Linked DNA regions of Hordeum vulgare: region 1 is linked to region 2. The links are chromatin contacts, called in public Hi-C maps. All regions are on one chromosome and are shown on one strand. The core of a region is the stretch at or near the end of the contact, and the rest is flanking DNA. Distances in the headings are between cores, read along the strand shown. Region 1 holds the start of LOC123397568 (dormancy-associated protein homolog 3-like). Region 2 holds the start of LOC123397563 (respiratory burst oxidase homolog protein E-like).

What was found. A called contact is a pair of places that touch in the nucleus more often than the background predicts.
Region 1: a Hi-C map of leaf shows a contact between it and region 2, with 3 times the contacts expected there. The contact joins the promoter of LOC123397568 here to the promoter of LOC123397563 in region 2. A contact is called at or near these places in 6 of 6 Hi-C or Micro-C datasets (leaf, seedling and an unstated tissue) and 1 of 1 datasets of contacts at active chromatin or transcription factors (embryo).

The regions. Positions count from the first base shown.
Region 1 is chr5H:433,555,877-433,560,076 of MorexV3_pseudomolecules_assembly, forward strand. It overlaps LOC123397568 (dormancy-associated protein homolog 3-like), which reads right to left and starts at 2,716. Exons shown (of 4, transcript XM_045092101.1): 1 at 2,606-2,716; 2 at 2,160-2,454; 3 at 1,952-2,063; 4 at 1,315-1,818. The coding sequence starts at 2,436. The coding sequence ends at 1,791.
Region 2 is chr5H:433,391,539-433,395,875 of MorexV3_pseudomolecules_assembly, forward strand. It overlaps LOC123397563 (respiratory burst oxidase homolog protein E-like), which reads right to left and starts at 1,439. Exons shown (of 13, transcript XM_045092096.1): 1 at 441-1,439; 2 at 165-324. The coding sequence starts at 1,101.

The DNA of each region.
Region 1 (4,200 bases), core at 1,466-3,965, 170 kb after region 2:
GATCAACTGTTACGGTTCGATCGATGGAGCCTTGGTCCTAAAGCAAAGCACCATCACTCCATCAGCAGCGCTGGTCCATTCCCATCTGTGGCTAAGTTAATCTCACTGCGGACAGGTCGCCCGATTCCCTCACATGCAGGCAGCAGGGGAGCAGCGGTGGGAAGGCGAGGCGCTGCCGGGCCCCGGAGGGTGGGGTGGCCAACCCCGGGCGGACACGGCGTGACCCTCCGGGCAGGAGACAGGTTCCAGAAACGCCCATGGGTAGCGTGGCGTGGCGCGCGGCTGAGCCATCCGCGCAGCACACGATGGCCGTGCACTGCTCCCTCCAAGGGACAGCGCAGCAGATCAGCTCATCAACATCAGCCCAACCCCCGCCGCAGCAACATTGGTTGTGGACGGAAATGGTACCGTTGCCACGGGACGGTGCGGCAAGTCATCATGGCACGCCGCGCGGAGCCGTGCCAGCGACCCCAAATATATATGATATGGCTCCCCAAATCTCGTGGAGTTCCTCCTGAATTTTCATCCAGGTTAAGGCACTGTTCGGCAATGCTCCGCTCCGCGGAGCTTGGACCAGCTCTAAAACTTTTAACTGGACTCCACTCTGTTCCGGCGCGGAGTCGTGGAGCGGAGGGAATCGGAACGCCGGCTAAGCAACGAAAGATGGTAAATATCCCGGTCCTGACGAAGAGTGGTGCCATGTCGTCGACATCGATCACCACACAAATTGATGGCCAGTCAAGCATCAACAGCCCCATCCGTTTGACCCTGTAGTACAAAGGAAGACGGCGACCCTGGAAAATTCAGACAGTGTCCCGGGGGTCTGACTGACACCAGGAATCCGACGAAGCAAATTATTGGTGCCGTTTCTGAACCAGCCCTAAGCACTGAATATTCACTATTTTCTCTCTCTCTCTCAAAGAAAAACTAGAGATTCACTTCGGTTTTAAAAAGACCATGCTGCTAAACTAGGCCTTAGCCATGCGTTACCCTCGTCAAGCTCCGTCATGATCTTCATTGAAAATCTTAACCAAAGCCCTCAACGACCCATCGATAAATATCCTAGCTCTCGTCGGCATATCATATGAGGTGCGCCGTGCTGTGCCGTGCCATCAGTATCACGAGCAAGTACACCCGCCGATCTGTCAAACATCAAGAGGCCCATCCTTTTGACCCTAACCGTACAAAGAAGACTGAGCACAGTGAATCAGATAACCTTCACATCGGCCTGACACCACACTCGAATCAAGTCGAGCAAATTATTGGTGCCATTTCTTCAACTAGCCCAACCAACGGGATGCCTGACACTGACAATAATCAAAAGGAGTGGAGGTTCACTTAGCCATGCATTATTGCAGACATATTTTACACTGCATGCATCAGCACATGCTGCCCGCGGGCCTTGTACAGACTACAGAACAGCAGGGGGAGAGCCTGACGGCCAGAGCTCAGCATCCCCTCTTCATCTACATCTACCACTGGTAGGATTTACACACGCTTCACATCTCGGTCTCATTCGCCTCAGGTGGTTGCACGTCGCCGGTTGCCTACTACGAACTCTTCTCCTTCAGCTATCTACGCGGTGGCACACATCCTTGGCTACGAAAACTAGCACCAGCTCACGTGGAGTGGATGATGTTTAGTTTACAACGGAAGTAGTAGTACATAACTGATAGCATATACTACTGGGACAGGGTTCCATCTTCCGGTCATACGTAGTTTGCGGCTACTCTCGTTGTGCTCCTGCAGTTCTCCTCCGTCTTGTGGATCTGCTTCTTCTTTTTTCACGGTTAGCGGTCCAGCGAACTGATCACCACCCTGCCAGACACACGGTTGGGAAGAATCAGATTTGTGGCTACCAGAGACCAGTGTCATGTTGGTTGGATCTGCTAGTTTCATCATGCGACGCGCTCAAAAACAATAGGGGATATTCGGTTTGAAGCCAACGCACCAGTCGTAGACGGTGGGGCTCCTGGGGGTGCCGGGGCTGGCGTCCGCCCCGTCGGCGGCCATCCTGCCTTTGCGGCGCAGCTTGCTCCAGCCCTCTCCCCTGGGTGTCGTTGCTGCAACCACAAGCAAGCATGTCAGCCACATCACGCCGGCCACGTCGTACGAGATAAAAATAGGAGGCAAAGGTGTTATTGTGCATAAGGAGGTACCTGTGCCGAAGGGGGAGTCGGGGACGCTGGCCGGGGACGAGGGCGCGGAGCCGGAGCCGGACTCGCTGCGCGGGGACGTCACGGACAGGGCCGGCGGGCGGAGGATGGTGATGCTCCGCGTCACGGCCGGCGCCGCAAGGTCGGCCGACGGCGCGGCGGTCGTGCCGGCCGCCGCGGAGGACGGGGAGAAGGAGGCGTACTTGCGGAGCCTGCCGAGGCCGTGGTCCGGCCGCGGCCCGGCCACCGTGTCGTCCCACAGCTGGTCCAGAAGCCCCATGGAACAGGATCCGGGAACCTGCGCGCAGTCGCAGTTACGTGGTTAGATAGATCAGGAGCTGAGTTTACATACACGATCATCATCTCCTCTTCCTCTAAATTTGTTCTTGCCTCGCGTGTTCTTGGCCGAGAGGGAGGAAGAGAGGAGAGGGGATGGAGATGATTATTACCTTTGGTGTCGAGGGGTGTGTGTGGCGCAGGCGCAGGCGCAGTGTATCCTCCTTCCTTCTTTCCTTCTTTGTTGGAGGGAGGGAGCGGGTGGAGTTTTATAGATGGATGAGGCCGAAGGGTGGGGAGGGGACGTAGGCGAGATATTTGGAGGGCATACGCAACTTTGGATTGCCCATCTTTCTGTTTCCGGGCTCGATCGGCTCGGCTCGGCTCGGCTCCTGCGGTCCAGCGTAGCCGGCGCAGTTTTTTAGCCATCAGGAATTAGGAAACGGATAGGGTGGAACTGGATAAAATGGGGTTGTTTTCAGGATCTTCATCGGTAATTGCGGATGATGAGTCAAACAAGCCGGATAGGGTCGTTATTATCGGATAAAAACAGTCTGGGATGCGGATTCCCGCTGATATCGGAGTGCTGAGTCGGCTCAGCCTGCAAAATGGATCATGAGAAGCCGAGGGCATGCACAATGGCAGTGTCCCGTTGGAAAATGAGCACTTTTACAACTAGACTAATCTATGAGTAAATGATAAGCATGGCAATCGCCGACTCATACCGATATCTAAACATGTGTATACAAACAGTACATAGAATCAAAACATCTATGAACGCAACATATGAAGCAAACACATGAACGAGTAAACGAGGGATCAACATATCATACCCTCGAGTTAGCGAGGTGAAAGGATCGATATGATATGATTAGAGGGGGTGAATAGACAACTACTAATTTTAAGGTTTTCTTTAACAAATTAAGTTTAACAATAGATAGGTTATTTAGACAAGCAACTAAGTGAGCAACCTATATGATGCTAACACCAACAATAACAAACAAGTAAGAAATACAAGTAAAGGAAAAAGTAAACCACAAATGGAATCGATGAAGACGAGGATGTGTTTTCGAAGTTCCTTCCCTTCGAGGGGAAGTATGTCTCCGTTAGAGCATTGTGGAGGCACAATGCTCTCCAAGATGTCACTAAGACCACCGTATTCTCCTCACGCCCTCACACAATGCGAGATGTCGTGATTCCACTAGGTGCCCTTAAATGCGGCGACCGAACCTTTACAAACAAGGTTGGGGCTATCTCCACAACTGAATTGGGAGCTCACAACGAAACCACGAAGCTTCGTCACAATGGACTATGGCTTTGAGGTGACCTCTTCCGTCTAGGGTGCTCATGTTGGAAATATGCCCTAGAGGCAATAATAAAATGGTTATTATCATATTTCCTTGTTCATGATAATCGTCTATTGTCCATGCTATAATTGTATTAACAGGAAACAGTAATGCATGTGTGAATAAATAGATCACAATGTGTCCCTAGCAAGCCTCTAGTTGGCTAGCTCGTTAGTCAATAGATGATCATGGTTTCCTGATCATGGGCATTAGATGTCATTGATAACGGGATCACATCATTGGTAGAATGATGTGATGGACAAGACCCAATCCTAAGCATAGCACTAGATCGTATTGTTCGTATGCTAAAGCTTTTCTAATGTCAAGTATCTTTTCCTTCGACCGTGAGATTGTGCAACTCCCGGATACCGTAGGAGTGCTTTGGGTGTATCAAACGTCACAACGTAACTGGGTGACTATAA
Region 2 (4,337 bases), core at 189-2,688:
TTTGGGGGCAAAAACAAGAAGAATGAGCATCGAGAATCTGGTTGGGACGCGCGAGAGCTTGCATGGGAAGTCGGGAATGGCGGATTAAAGCGGTTGCTTGGGATCCGGTGAAAGGAAATGTATGGGCGGAGGATTCGGTTTCGGTGGTGGTGCGCTGCGCTTACATGTCGAAGAAGATCTGGAGCCGCGCGTCGAAGCTCTGATCGGAGATCTGGAGCCAGAAGTCGTAGAGCTCCTCCTTGTTGATCCGCTCCAGGTTCTGCTTCCGCCGCCGCGCCAGCGCGTCGAAGATGCCCTCCGCGAACTCCTTCGAGTCCACCATTCCTGATCATCATCGGACAAGAACTTCGCCATTAATCACACAATGGGATGGGATGGGAGGAGCACAGAGGGCGGCTGTTGCCGAGAGAGAAACAGAGTAGGAGTGTGGGATGGTGTACCGATGCATTCGCCGAAGTTGTCGCGGGAGAGGAGGCCGTCGTGGGCGAGGGCGTTGAAGCGCTCCTCGACGCGGCGCCAGAGCTCGGCGGCCTCGAGGGAGCCGGTGGTGCGGCTGATGAAGCGGAGGCCCTTGAGCGCGCGCTTGGCGCCGGCGCGTGACCGGTTGACCCGCGCCTGGATGCGCCGCCGCTCGCGGGCCGCCATGGCCGCCTCCCGCTGCAGCTCGGCGGGCGTGGGCACGCGCGGCGAGGGCGAGGGCGCGGGGGACGGGGAACGCAGCCACGCGAACTTCTTCCGTATCCGCGAGGACGTCGAGGAGCAGCGGCTGAGGGCGCCGCCCGGCGCCTCCGGCGTGTGCGGCATCGCCGCGGCGCTGTAGAGCGCGGCTCTGGTGGGCGTGACGCTGCGCACCACCATGGACTCCTCGTCCAGCTCCAGCATGACCTCCACCAGGTCCTCCTGGTCGGCGAGGAATGCCGGGAGCATGCCCCCGGCCCCGCTCCCCCCGGCGGCCGCGGCGAAGAACTCGTCCCCATAGGCGGTGGTGAAGGACTCGTTGTCGGACGTGTCGGTGTTGGTGGTCTGGTCGTCCGGGAGGCCCTCCGCGATGCGCCGGTGGCCGGCCCGCCGCGCGTTGCTCCCGCGCGACGGCGTCCACATGGCCGCGCCCCCGCCCCCGCCCGCGAGAGCAGCAAGCAGGGAGGAGGAGGAGGAGGAAGAAGAAGAATAAAAATAGCCCGGCGCTCTGGGTGGGGGCTGCAATGGTAGTTGCGGTGCGCCCGCCTGTATTATGACACGCAACGCAAGCTCTCGGCTCGCTTGCTATCTCTCCCCGTCGCGCCCCGTGGGCTGGCTCGGCTTGTCGTACGCCCGCCCGCCCGCCCGCCGCGGGCCGGTGATCACCTGGTGGCGCGCCGCGGTGACCACCCCTATCTTCTTCTATTCCTATGCACGCATGCACCGCGGTTTTGCTTGGCTTCGCGGTGCGGTGCTGTGCTCGGCTTTGCTGCTGCCTCGCGCCAACGCTTTATCTTTATACCAAGTCCATATCTTTTCCTTGTGTGCGCCGCTCGGGCTCGGGTCGTCTCCGAGCCCCCGGAAAGGAGCTGCGGGCGCCACGGGTTTGGCCTGGGGCGAGAGCTGCTCGGTGCGGCGGCAACCTGCCTGCCTGCGGTCGGTCGGTGTGGGGCGGAGTGGAGTGTAGACTGTGGAACGTGGACCGGACCACGTCGGTCCAGGAATCTCAGATGCTTCCAAATGAGTAAAAATGAGGGGGACTGGAGGCTGGAGCGACCGTCGACTGTCGTGTGTGTGGGTTAAAACAGGAGGATCCGGGGACCGTTGATTCGGAGGGAGACTGTTGTTGCAACTTTGAATAGTTTGTCCTCTTTTTTTTTTTTTGAAAGGTCGAATAGTTTGCCTTTTTTTTCTTTTGTTTGTGTGCCATGGATTCAGATTTTACACGGGATGCGTAAAACTAATAAACCAGCCGTCGCTATGCGATTGGATTTTAGCCTTAACCATGGTATTGTCCCCTCGCAGAAAGCCTAGGGGTTTGTTTATCCTCCGACGACGCTCGGTTCTTATCTCACATGATCTGATGTCGATCTGCTCTCCGATACTTCCAGCGGGGATTCCCGCGACAACATTTGAGGAATCACGAGAAAAGCTTGACATCCGCCCATGGAGGACGAAGAAGAAGCCAGCAAAAAGCAACCTGGAAAGGAAGATGCTGATGATCTGCTACAATGTCTCGGCCTGCACGAAGATGAAGGGGACGACTTTATTTGGGAGCGCGAGGTCGAGCTGCCAGATGGCTAAGTGGTTGGCAATTCTTAGGGTTCATACAAACAAATGGTGTAGTCCGTCTGCTCTTTATTCTGATATGTGGTCTACATAAAACCCGACAAGAGATGTTCACTGGTGTATGATTGAACCAAACATGTTTACGATCTAGTTCAGATGCCTAAGCAATTGGAACACGGTCATGAACATAGGGTCGTGGCTCTTTTGGAACCAAGCATGATTATAGAGGAGTACAATTTCTTTGAAAACCCGCGTTCAGTTACTTTGAAAAAGATTGTGGTCAAGGCTCGTGTCCTAAAGCTACTAGATAATTATCTGGATGAGAAAATTGTTAAAGGAATGTGCAAGAACATGTGTGAAATACATGAAGTACAACTTTGGTTGTCAACTAGGTACATTGGTTCTTTTCTTCCGCTTTGAGTTAAATTGGATGTGAACAGGAAATTGGACAGATTCGAATCCATCACTAAAGAGGGGAATGAGTTGTACCAAGTTAAATATGAGAAGTTCCCTTATTTCTTTGACAAGTGCATATCGATCGGTCGTTGTCATGAAGAATGCGGCACCAAAGAGCATGATGTAGCAAAACTTGTCTAGGAAAACTTTACCCTTGCTAATGAGGGTAGAGGCCAATGTGTTGATCACAGTTCGGATCGATGCAATGGAAGAGGAAGAGGTGGAATCCCTTTGGCATAGGCTTTGCTAGAGGACATATTCCCGATGACCGTGATAGAGATTGGGGAATAATGCATGGTAGAAACGCATCCATATATGAGAGTTCGCATTGGTATGCTACCTTTAATTCCAAGGAACCCCCCCCCCCCCCAGCTAAACCGATCAAAAACCGAATGCATAGAACAATCTAAGTGGGGCTGCTAATGACAAAAATATGTTGGACCTGATTCCCCCGGGGAGGGAAATATTAGGCCTGAACTCAGGTGCGATAGAGGGAGACGTACATAATCTTGAGGGGGCTATAGTAGTGGTTGCAACTAGTTCTTTGGTGGCGGGTATTGTTGATAAGTTTCATGGCAATGATGTTTGTATGGACCCTTCATCTACTCCACAAAAGAATCGAAAAAAGGGAACAAAGAGTAGGCAATGGTGATGGTGGTGTAATGTTGAGGGTGATGAAAATTTAGAGAGATCGGCAGGCTCCTTCGAAGAGTCCCTTCAAGAATAATTAGAGTGTTAGCTTGGAACTATAGGGGTTTGGGAAATGACCCGACAATTCACGCTCTTCTGGACATCCAATGGAGAACCCTGAGGTGATAGTTTTGTCGGATACTCGCTATCCGACAGATTATTGGTGGCGGCATCTTACGATGGATTTTTTGTTGTCAACTCAAGTGATGGAAGGAAACGAGGGGTGGTTCTTTTGTGGGGGAAAGAGGTCAAATTATCTCAACTATTTTCACACCCTAATTGCATCAAGGTTTGAGTGGAAGATAAAAGAGGAAATGAGATTTAGTGGAGTACATGGTGAGCTTAAGTGGGAAAAAGAATACAAAACCTTAAACATATTGTGAGACCCAAAGGAACGCCATGATTTATAATGGATTCTTGATGGAGATTTTAACGAAATCATATATGAGCAAGAGAAGGAAGGGGGCAACATAAGATCCCAACAATTCATGACTGCTTTCCGACAACCTCTGATTGATTATGACTTTGTAGACATGGATTTTACTGGGGGGAGGGGGGCAACTCAAAGAAAGGCTTGTTAAAGGGGTTTGTAATAACTGGCTGGACTCAACTATTCTTGAATATGGCACTACTTAATCTAGAGTACAACCATTTGTATCGTCGGCCTCTCCTCGTTGATATTGAATATCACAACTCAATGAACTCTAGTACACTCGGGAAGAAATCCTTTGAAGATCGATGGTTGAAAGAACCTAATTTTGCAGAAAAGGTGTAGCAAGCTTGGCTAGATGCCTCTGGGCATACTAACAAGGTGTCATATACAAGCTATCATATATGCATGCGGCCTTCCACGACTAGCACCTCGGGGTTTTAAAGAAGCCTATGAAAAGATTGAAGAAATCTCAAAAGAAACTTGATCAGTTGATGTGCGGGGTGATGAATAA